Linked DNA regions of Anas platyrhynchos: region 2 is linked to region 1. A link is a contact called in public Hi-C data. All regions are on one chromosome and are shown on one strand. The core of a region is the stretch at or near the end of the contact, and the rest is flanking DNA. Distances in the headings are between cores, read along the strand shown. Region 1 has its middle 11 kb from the start of DNAAF9. Region 2 overlaps ATRN (attractin).

What was found. A called contact is a pair of places that touch in the nucleus more often than the background predicts.
Region 2: a Hi-C map of F1 follicle shows a contact between it and region 1, with 6 times the contacts expected there. The contact joins two enhancer-like sites. A contact is called at or near these places in 5 of 8 Hi-C or Micro-C datasets (F1 follicle, liver, skeletal muscle and 1 more).

Annotation. Positions count from the first base shown.
Region 1 is chr4:77,398,945-77,403,953 of IASCAAS_PekinDuck_T2T, forward strand. No RefSeq gene overlaps it. Among named protein-coding and RNA genes, the nearest start is that of DNAAF9, 11 kb to the left of the region's middle. Within about 2 kb of position 2,112, at least 2 of the 8 cell types and tissues checked have an H3K27ac peak or open chromatin away from gene starts, as enhancers often do. A contact at or near this core is called in F1 follicle, where this site is marked.
Region 2 is chr4:77,474,841-77,480,207 of IASCAAS_PekinDuck_T2T, forward strand. The region is part of intron 3 of ATRN (attractin); the gene reads left to right. Among named protein-coding and RNA genes, the nearest start is that of ATRN, 38 kb to the left of the region's middle. Within about 2 kb of position 3,656, at least 4 of the 8 cell types and tissues checked have an H3K27ac peak or open chromatin away from gene starts, as enhancers often do. A contact at or near this core is called in F1 follicle, where this site is marked.

The sequences.
Region 1 (5,009 bases), core at 862-3,361:
GCAGTGCAGGAGGGGGATATTGTCTGTAATCCTGTGAAACAGGCAACAAAATTTCTTGGTCTTATTGCACATTTTTTTTTTTCTTCTTCTTCACTCACAAGAGCCCTTTGTGTATAGCTTCTCCCAAAAATACCGTTGCCCATCTTGGTTATTACTGGCCCCACGAAGCTGGTAATTATCCTAAAAGCCACAACATTTCTGTGGGTCCCCAGAGAGGGGCAAATATCCATGCACACTGCAGTCTGGGGGACAGTTCAGCCCCCCCTATCCCCAGCTGGGGGGCTGGCCGGGTGAGCCCAGGCAGAGCCAGGGCAGATTTCCCCAAAAGGAGCAAATTGACACCAAAAAAAAAAACCTTCCCAGGTCCCTGCCTTGCCTGGCGTGAACCCTGAGGGCTTTGCTGCGAGCCGCAAGCATGCGGCAGGGGCTGCGAGGAACATATGGGGACAGAAAGGCAACCTCCAGTGTCATTAGCTGGGAAAATAAATAAACCATAGGTGTCTCGCCTCCATTGGCCGGTTTTTATATCTGGAACTAATTTTGTCATCATGCTGATGAGTGACGAGATAATTGCCGCAGCTGCGCTATTCAACCTGCTCCAAAGAAGCCCTTTTTTCATTAATTCAGGCGGTGATTACACACTCGGAGCCAAATTTCTGCTGCATGTAACCCTATTAAGGCAGTGCCTTTACCCTGGGGATGGGCTCAGCCCTCCCTGTTCCAACAGCGTGCTCACGTTTCTTTGTTCTCCGGGAGACAAAGGAAGAGCTTTTTTTATGATATTTTTTTTTCCTAAACAGAACAAAATCAAGGAAAACCGATGTCTTCCTGCATAAAACAGGACACTTAAGATGCGATCGGGGACAGCAAGTCGCTATTTACTGCCTAAAGGAAGCTAAAATGTGGATATTAAAGTGATGTCCTGCCAAAAGGAGATGTCTTCTTCCAGTGGCAGCAGAAGGGGTGTGAGGAATCGCCCGTCTTTGACCTTGACATTCCCCTCGTCTGCCTTCACCCAGAGCTTTTCATCCGGGGCATCACCTTGCTTGGTCTTTAACGGGGAACAAAAGGGAAGCGAGCTGTTGAGTGAAACGGGCGATTTATTGCTGTTGCCTACCCCCAAAACAAAGGAGCTCAGTTGGGGTTTTGCCTGACGGCCTCCTGGCAACACTAATTTCAAGCCAAATGTGTTTGGGGCAGCTCATGAAACCACAATGTGCCACTACTTCTAGCAGCACAGGCGCTTGCAAGGCACAGCCCTGGGCTGCTCTGAAAGGCAAGTGACAGAAACCTTGCAAAGGCCAAAAATCATGGTTTTTTTGTGTGTGTTTTTTACAACCAGATGGCTCATTGGAGATGGTTGTTGTTGGCGAAGCAGCCAGAGGGCTGGGCACAGCCAGGTGGGTGAGCAAGGGGAATGTTCACATCGCTCCGTGCTGAAGACCTGTCTCTGCCTGGTTTCCACCTAGATTTTGTGTTCATATTCAGTGCAAATTATTTCCATTTCCATGAAAATGATGATGGTGCCTTGGTGATCTGGGTTTGATGTCCCAGCTCCGCATGAAATCCCCGCAGCTCCAAGCTGGCTGTGAAGCAGGAAACCCACAAAACGTACCTTTAGCTTAGGGAAGAGGACATTCACTTGGAAATTCATTTCATTTTTAAACCAGCCCTTACACCCAGCTCTGTGTCACCTCCCTGGGCTCTAATGTCATCCCAAATGTGACAACTAGAGCCAAGCAGGATCTACTTCAAAAATGTCATTGCACCTGGCCTTTGTCACGAGGGAGCAGGCACGGTGTCTGTGGCTCCACAGGAGCTTTAGGATGAGTTGGCTACAGCAAGGGAGGTTGCTTGGGGTAAAAGCACACGCTGACTTTTAAAACCCTTTGAATTTTCAGGTCTGGAGCTCTGCCTCTGCTCTATCAGCCTCTGCAGTTGGCGGTCAAGTCAACTTTGCTGTCATGGGTTTAGGAGATGAGCCAGGACCGTACCACGCACGGCTTCACCTTGGAGGATCTCATTGCTTTCACCACGGCAGGGCCGAGCTCTGGCAGCACAGCAGGGCCAAGGGGCTGGGATTTCACTGCTGACGTTTTATTTCAAGGCAAAAACCGTGAAATCACCAGCCCTCGCTTATCTTCATGCAGTGCAAGGGTGGCGTGGCAGCCTTTGTAAAGCTCGTGATGCAGATGATTTAGAGCAATCCAAGGGCAGGTTGCTAGCACTGCGATTGCATTGTAAATCACCCTGCAATCAGCCACCAACAGCTTTTTCTTAGGAAGAAACCAACCTTTTCTTAGCAAGTCCCAAGAGAAAATACCAAGAACTCACGGGGGTTGCCTAGAGGTGAGGACAGCCTGGTCGCACGACGGGGCACGTCGTGGGAGCAGCCCCAGCAGATGCTCTGCAGGAGCAGATTGCCTTGGGATGGCTTTTTCTCCATTTAATAGGAGGCAGCATGCATTTCTTTCTATTAATTTACATTTCCCATTCTGCATGAAGTTTCCCTTCGGCTCTATTAATTTTTCTACAGCCAAACCTGACAAGTCCGTGCTCATCCACAGAGCCAGGAGCCGCTCCGCTGCCGCGCAGCCACCAACATGAGGCACAAAATCGCACAGCTGGAGGATGTGGCTTGTGAATATCGGGAGTTTTGGCGTGGGTGACCGGCCATTTCTTGAGCTGAAGAAGATTTAGGCAAAGCAAAAAGCAGGGCAGACAATGATTCACGAGGAAGAGCCCCGAACGCCAGCTGTCTGTGCTAAACCCCACCTGGTGCTGGGTTTTCACCCGAAATGCTACTGAGGGGAGCTTGGGCTACAAAAGGCTTCATGGTTATTAACTTAAAAGTATCACATTTTGATTAATTTCAACATATCTTATTGTTAACTTAAATAACACCTCCAAAGTGATCACACATCCGAGAAAATTTTGCTCGTGTAGGAAGCTGGGACTTGCACGGGGAAGGTTTCGCCTCCCAGGACGTGGCCTTGCAAAAACCTCTCTGTTCGTGCATCAGTGGGTTTGGTTCTGTCTGCTGCGAGCAGAAACAGCAGAGCCTGGCCCGAATTCACTACCAAACAGCCCAAAAGCCTCTGGGGCTGGGTGCATGCAAGGTGGGAGCTGGCATTTTTGGCTCTCTGGTGGCTTCGTGCCTCTTGGAGGAAAGCTGCTCAGCGCCTCGCTTTGCAGGCACCAGGAGGCAGCATATGCACAATAAAGGTGCAAAGCTGACTATGAAACATAGCGTGGTGCTTTGCCTCCCGTGGCTACTGCAGAGCCGGGGATGTTTTCCTCTCTGTATCCTCAAAATGTGCCCTGTGTTTGACGGCAGCAGCTTCTTCCTTCTGGACCCCTAAAGGTAGCGTATGGGATCCCAAAGGGAGCCCCATAGCGTGAGGCAGGAGCTGGAAACTTCAATAATCACCCTCCTGGCTTCTGCATGGATGCTCATTTCTGGGGCTTTTCTACAAACAGTGGCTGTTGCGTCGTTTGGTGTCTTAAAAGCCGGTTTTAATTTAATCTGTTTTAATTTGTGGTCAGCTATTTATTCCTAGGAGCACAAGAGTGGCTGCAGTGGAGGGGGGAGATCCCTTTAGCCAGTGCCCGCCTCTGTACCAGGCACACACAAAGTGCCCTGGCCCTAAAACCCGACAACAGCAGGTGCTTGGGAACTGGCTGGAAAGAAAAATAGCAATGCCATCCTCAAATGTAGTCGGGGGAGCAATCACAGATGAGAAACTCCCAAAAGATGTTGGGGGAGAAGGACTCTGCGTAAAGGAGTCACAGCGGTGTCATTCCTGGGGGATGCTGAACCTGTCTCCTCAGTGATTAATTCCCCTTGTTAAAGGTGAAAAGCATTTTTCCTGCCTGCTCCCCGTGCCAAACATTTATGCAGTCACAGCACAAAGCCCAAAGGGCTCATCTAACCCAGGATGGCACAACGGGGCTCGAGAGAGAGTGCCACGGACGGGGCATGCCCACCGACAGCAGCACAAACCCAGCTGCACCACCAGATAATTTGCTTCAAAAATTCCTCCCATCCAAAGTTTTGACACAGCCAACGTAGCCCCTGCAGAAATGCTGTGGCGTGTCGGCCGTAGGAATTACCTACACAGCAGATCTTGGATATTACAGAGCAGAGAAAGACAAAATTGACACCCAGTAGCGAGAAGTTAATGAAGCAGTATCTATATGGGAAATAAATAAGACTTTTAATATATTTTTTCATCAGGGAAGGAGATTGGCTATCTGCACGTGCTGCTGAGGGGTAGGAGGGGGATATACCCCACTTGATAACACCAGCATGTTTAAGGTTTTATTGCTTCCCCAGTGTCCCCGTGTTGTAGCGTGCCCTCTTTTGCAGACCTTGGGGCTGGAAACGTGGAGGCAGATTCTCGAGTGCGCTCCTATGGCACACAGACCAAGTCCTAAAATCGGGTATGGGAACCAAGAGCCACAACTAAGCCACAAGATGCAACAGGAAAACAACTTGTACAGCAAAATTCAGCGGGGTGGCACAGTGCTTGCCCTCTCCAGAAACGGCTGAGGTGACGTGCTTGTCATCAGTGAGGGAAAGAAATAAGGGAGAGCCAAGAGGCTGAGCTCCCTACATGCAGGCAGGCATCGCTGTGAGCTCAGCTTGATTTTCACGATTGGGCTGAACCTCCAGAGATGTCTAGGATGTACAAAAGGAGGTCACCACACCAAATTTGGCTCCTACATTTATTTTGAGGTGCAGGGAGGAACCCTAACAGCTAATGAACTGGACAGCAGTGCCACGACGTGTTGGTTATTCCTCTACTTACCGTTGGGTCTCACCGCGAGCAGGAGGATCGGAATAATGCTCGCTCGCTCCCCTGCAAAAACCCTGAGGACCCAATCCCATTTTTTTCTTTTTCCTAATTTATATCCTCTCTCCTCCCTGTAAAAATTATCATCCTCCAGCCAGGAGCTGGACAGGGCTCTGGGGATCCCATCAGGGTGGCTGAATCCACAGCCAGAGT
Region 2 (5,367 bases), core at 2,406-4,905, 77 kb after region 1:
GAGAAATTTGTCTAATGCAAACGTTTACATAGTCTGAGAATCTGCATAAAATGTTTGCTAAACTCCTTGTAGTTTGTGTCCCAGGGAGATCCAGTCCTATACATTCATTTTTTCTTTTATTGAGCAGAGTTAAAAATATTTTTGCTCATTTATGTTTGTGGTCATAGGCAACATGAGACCGTATAAATATGTTACTTCAAAAATGCAGCAAAGGAATGCGGAGGTAATAAAAATCCAGTGTGCTCATCTGCGCAGTACAAAGAGATCCGAAGTGGATAAAATACACTCATCGCCTGTAAACTTCGTCGTCGTTTTTAACTCCGTGTTAAACATTTACTGGAGCTGTTCTTGGGCATGTCTTCAGTTCGTGCTGGTCATCGCAGGGTGTTTTTCCTCCTCAAAAAATTATATTATTTTGTGAGGGTGTGGCTCCGTGCTTTGTGAGGTGGCTCCAAAGCCCCTCACAGGCCGCTCGGCACCACATGGCGGGTTGTGGTGGTGGCGGCCACCCCATGGTTGTTTGCTGAGCTGGTATGAAAGCCCTCAGGAAAATGGGAAGAGCTCATCTTCCTCTGGCTAATTCCTGTGAATGTGGCACTTAGCCCAGATTTGGGATTGGGTGCAGAACATGGGATGGTTTGGGTTGGAAGGGCCCCTTGGAAGTCTCTGATCTGGTCCCCAGTCCAAAGCAAGGCCGGCTTGGGAGCTGGATCGGGCCCTTCCTCCAGTTCTTGTCCAGTGAAGTTGTGGGCAGCTCTTAGGGACGGAGATCCCTTCTCTGAGCCAGTGCTCCAGTGCTTACCCTCATGGGAAAAAATAATCTTTTCCTAATATCTAATCAGAATTTCCTGTCAACTTCTGCCTCATGTCCTTTTGCTGTGATCCTCTTCTGGTGCTGCCTCCTCTGCTCATCGCCCCTTGGGTGGCTTCACCCCATCTTCAGCCTCCTGGCCTTAGGCCAAGCAAACCTCTCCCCTCCTGCCTCTCCTCACAGGTTGTGTGCTCGGCCCCTGGCCATCAGCTGGACTTGCTCCAGTTTGTGTTTCCTACTGGGAGCCTCCAACTGGAATCAGTGTGGTCTCATGAGAGCTCTTGGCTCCACTTTCCTCACCAAGTTAGACAGAAACTTCTTGTTCTGAACCTCGTGTCCTTCCCTGTGCAGGCACGTCGCATCTCCTCTGCCCTCCCTCTTTCTCCTGTTCCTATTTGCAGTGTGTTTTCTTTTTATTCCCTCAAACCCCGATTTCTTTGCCACAGGCACATGTAAATACTCGTGCTTTTCTTCTGCTTTATCCTCAGTGCCCGTCCTGAACTAAGCTGCAAGCCCTGCTTACACCTTGCGGTCAGCTTGGTTCCATTGATTAGAGCTAATGATCACCTCATCATGGCAGGGGGGTTGTGAATGAGGATTATTGATGCTGAGAAAGGTGCAAAACACTTTGAGTCAGTATTATTTGTGTTAGGGAGTATCCAGAGGCCTAACCAACGTAGGAAGAAGCAGTGCTTGTGGGCTGCGTGGATAGGCAGAGTGTGGGTGTCAATGCTTTGTGTGACAAAGGGACTGCTTAATGCTGGCATTTTGTTGCTCTCTCAGCTTCAAAACCTCCTCCAGGCCGAACAAAACAAGTGACCTCAGCTGCTCCTCACACATCTTCCCCTCCAGACCCTTCACCATCTTTGTGGCCCTCGTTTGGATGCTCTCTAACAGCTTCATGTCCTTATATTGTGGTGCCCAAACCGCACACTGCTCGAGGTGAGGCCACACCAGTGCGGAGCAGAGCAGGACGATCCCTTCCCTTCACCATTTAGCAATACCTCCAAGTATTTAGTATTCTGCTCTACTTGCCTTCTTTGGATCCACAACACCTTTCAGGGTATTGACTGAAAAAAACCTGATACAAGTTGAAGAGGAAAGGTATTTGGGATTTGGCTAGAAATTTACCTCCAAATGATGTTCTCCTGTTTACATCGACTCCGTGAGCTTGCCAGTGAGCCAGCTGATGCTTTGAACGTGTGAGAATTGATCAATCAAAATATCTTTGTGGTGGGAAGTCAGATTTCTTAGAGAAATGTAAATGCGCTGTATCAGAACTGCTTCTGTTCACTAAACCTGTAATCCCCTCAGAAAACATCAGATCAGTTTGACAAGGTGAACAAAGAGTTTCTCTTTCAAGGTTTTGAGAAGATAAATCCAGTAAGTTAAACTGAGATATGTGAGGAGTTTAGAACAGAAAGTTTCCTCATCCTCTGTTTCTTCTTTCTTTTCTCTTAAACTGTGATAGATATTGTGTTTTTTTTTTTTCCTTCCATTAATTCAAATATCCTGTACTGAGCTTCACAGGTATTAAATGATAACAGACTTTTTTGATTTTTATTTTTAAAGGGAAAAGCATTAACACCTTGGCGAATATCCCGGAGAGAAAGATGATGGTTAGATATTAAAATCATTTTTTTAAACTTTAAAACTACTTCATTATTATGGCAAAAAAAAATGTTTTTGCTTTTGAGGCTTTTCAGCTCATGTTCTTTCGAAATTTGGCTTTTACAGTCACACTCACCACATGGCGTCATCGCTAAAACTTATTGACAGGCTCCTGAGACAAACTTTAATACGTTTACAACTTGTTCTGCTGTTTCGGGGACGAAATGCAACACATAAGAATTGAATTTCTTAGGACAAGCCCTGTTGCTCTGGTGGGCCCTGTGAGCAGGGCATGCCCTGTGCTGCTGCTGCAGCTTCTGCGTTTTTGCATATTGCAACAGGAGAAGATGGTTTCAAGAAAAAAAAAATATTTTACGGTATTGCCAGATCTCAGTAATCAGATTTTTCTAAGTATTACTGCAATTGCTTCGTTTCCTAAAAAATAGTCTGCTTTTGGGAGTCATCTTGTTGCACAAGAATGTTAGCTTTTCCTTTACGACAAGAAATTTGAGATGCTTCCTTATCCCTCCCCTGCTTTTCTTTTTGGCATTGATTTGTTTTTCATCTTTTGTAACTTCTATTTTGGGGTTGTTTATTGTTGTTTTTGCTCTTGTGAGCGTGGCTGACAAGCACGGAGCGTTTTGTAATCAGGTGTGGTTTTGCGCACTTGCCCCCAGTTGACTCCCAGTACTCAACACTAAAGAGAAAAAGAATGATTTTGCACTGCATGTCAGTAGATGGGAAAGCCAATATAACACCAATGTTTTGGTGTCACCTTTATCCTTTTGCTTCTGTGATCTGGATTCTGCATTTCCCCCCTCTCCTTTAACAGCTCCATCTTTTCGACTGGTTTCTGTCGAGGCAGCCGCAGAGCTCCGTGTGCTTTTTATCTCTGCTGTGCTGGCAGGTTGTGTCTCAAGAGAAAAGGATGAACACGCGCTTCTTGCGATGCTTGCATAGCAAATGATGGAAAAGTAATAGAGGAGATGTCATTTTTTTTAACTAATTCCCATTGCTACATGGTGCAGTGGGAAGAGAGCAAGGCACGATGCAGGCGATAGTGAAGTTGGGTGTCCTAGCGGTTGTTTTGACTGCCGCTGGCTCTACAAGTCCAGTGCACAAAATAGGAGTATTTCAGGGCAAAACGGGCTTGCCTTTCAACTTCTCAGAAGCAGGGTCATTGGGCAATTTAGCTGAGTAGGAGTATTTGTTTGCTTTGGAGTAGTGGTGATTGTGAAATGGTTGGAAAGCTTTTAAAACGAGAGAGGGATGGTGCATTGTGCAATAGGCTAATCTTGGCCGAGTCGGAGAGATTCTGGATTGTCGTTTAGAGGAAGTTGTCTGTGATCCATTATCATTCGGAGTCTGCCTAGAGGACTTTCTGTGGCAGATAATGCCAATATTCTGTGCGCTGGTTTCTTTAAAATGATGCTGTGCGCACTGATTTATGCACAGTTTTTGAAGTTTGACCTTTGTGTTTGAGTACCTGATGGTTATTGTTGTGTTCTGTGCTTTCTGTATTGTTGTGTTCATTGCTTTCTCTGAACAAAATTACTTTAATCTAGCACTTAAATTTCATTAGGACTTTTAAAACTTGTACAGGTGGGATATCATCCCCTTAGGGTGTTTACACAGGAGTCGCACAAGTCATTGTGTTTGTTAGGAATTTTTCTCTACTACTCAATAGCTTCTATAAAACTTCCTGTGACGCTAAAATTGCTTTTCTTATCCAAGCCTGGCCACGTCTGTGTCTCGGTAAATGTCACTGGCACCCAGGGAAGGTCCCTCACGTTGTTTGTCCTCAGGAAAGCAGAAAAATACGGTAAGGAAGAGGGAGAGCTAATTCTGCAGAGGTACCTGCCTTCTGCCCAAGCAAATCCCAAAACAGAGATTTCTAAGAGAAAACCAACACCACTCCTGTGTTGGTCATTTTATTAGGGACAGTTATTTGGGGGGATTTTGTCTCTTTTCATCACTGCTGTCTGTTCTGTCCTTTGGCTTGTGTTTGCTGCCGTTTTTCTCCCTGCTGCAGGCCGTCCAGCCGAATTGCCTGGTAATATCAGTGATACGTGCTGCAAGAATAAGACCAAAGAAGAATAAAACAGAACAAAGGAATTTTCTCCTTTGGTCCCCGAGCTGTAGTTTGCCTTCCCCTGACTTACACTCAGATGTCTGTTTTCCTGCGGTGGAGGCGTACTGTCCGACGGTTTGCATTACAAAGGAAAGCTATATATGAACCAAACAGCAAAGAGAAGTTTATTAGGCTTTTTGTTCTTTGATGTTTCGGGAGATGGTCTTTGGGGAGAGATGATCTTCAGATCAGAAGTCTCAAATTTCAGAACAAAACAGGCACCTCTTACGCACGGAGAAAAAAAAAAATTCAGTGTGTTTTGCCTTTTAATCCCGTATCCGTGGGATCTGAAAGGGAAAAAATAATTGGCTTTCGCACATGGAAATATTTATTGAGCTACATATCTGCAAGTGTGCTGGAGCTGGTTAGCCAAAACATGAGTTGAGGTTCCTGTGTTTTTATGGCATGTTGGTGATTTGAAGCATGCCTTCGTGTCAGCAGCCTCCGAGTCGTGCACGAAGGGCCGTTGGACAACTTGTACATTTACCCTCTCATAGGTAATGTTCATCTGTTGTTCGTGGTGCAAGCACCCCCTGTTTATAATAAAAGCTGATAAAGATCACGGGGTGTCTGTTATTCTCTCTCTATCATTGTATCGTATCATGGGGACAGAAAAATTGTGGCCACAAATAGTGCTTTACGGGTGATGTGCATGGGTTGCTGCCCACAGCTCTGAGCATCTTCCATAGGCATAGAGATGCGTTTACCCCATCCTAGGAAGCTCTCTGTTCTGAACATGGCCAAAAAGAGGATAAAGGAGAGCTTTTAATGAGAAAAATTCTGCTTTTCCCTGCTGCCGTGTGTGCTGCCTGCC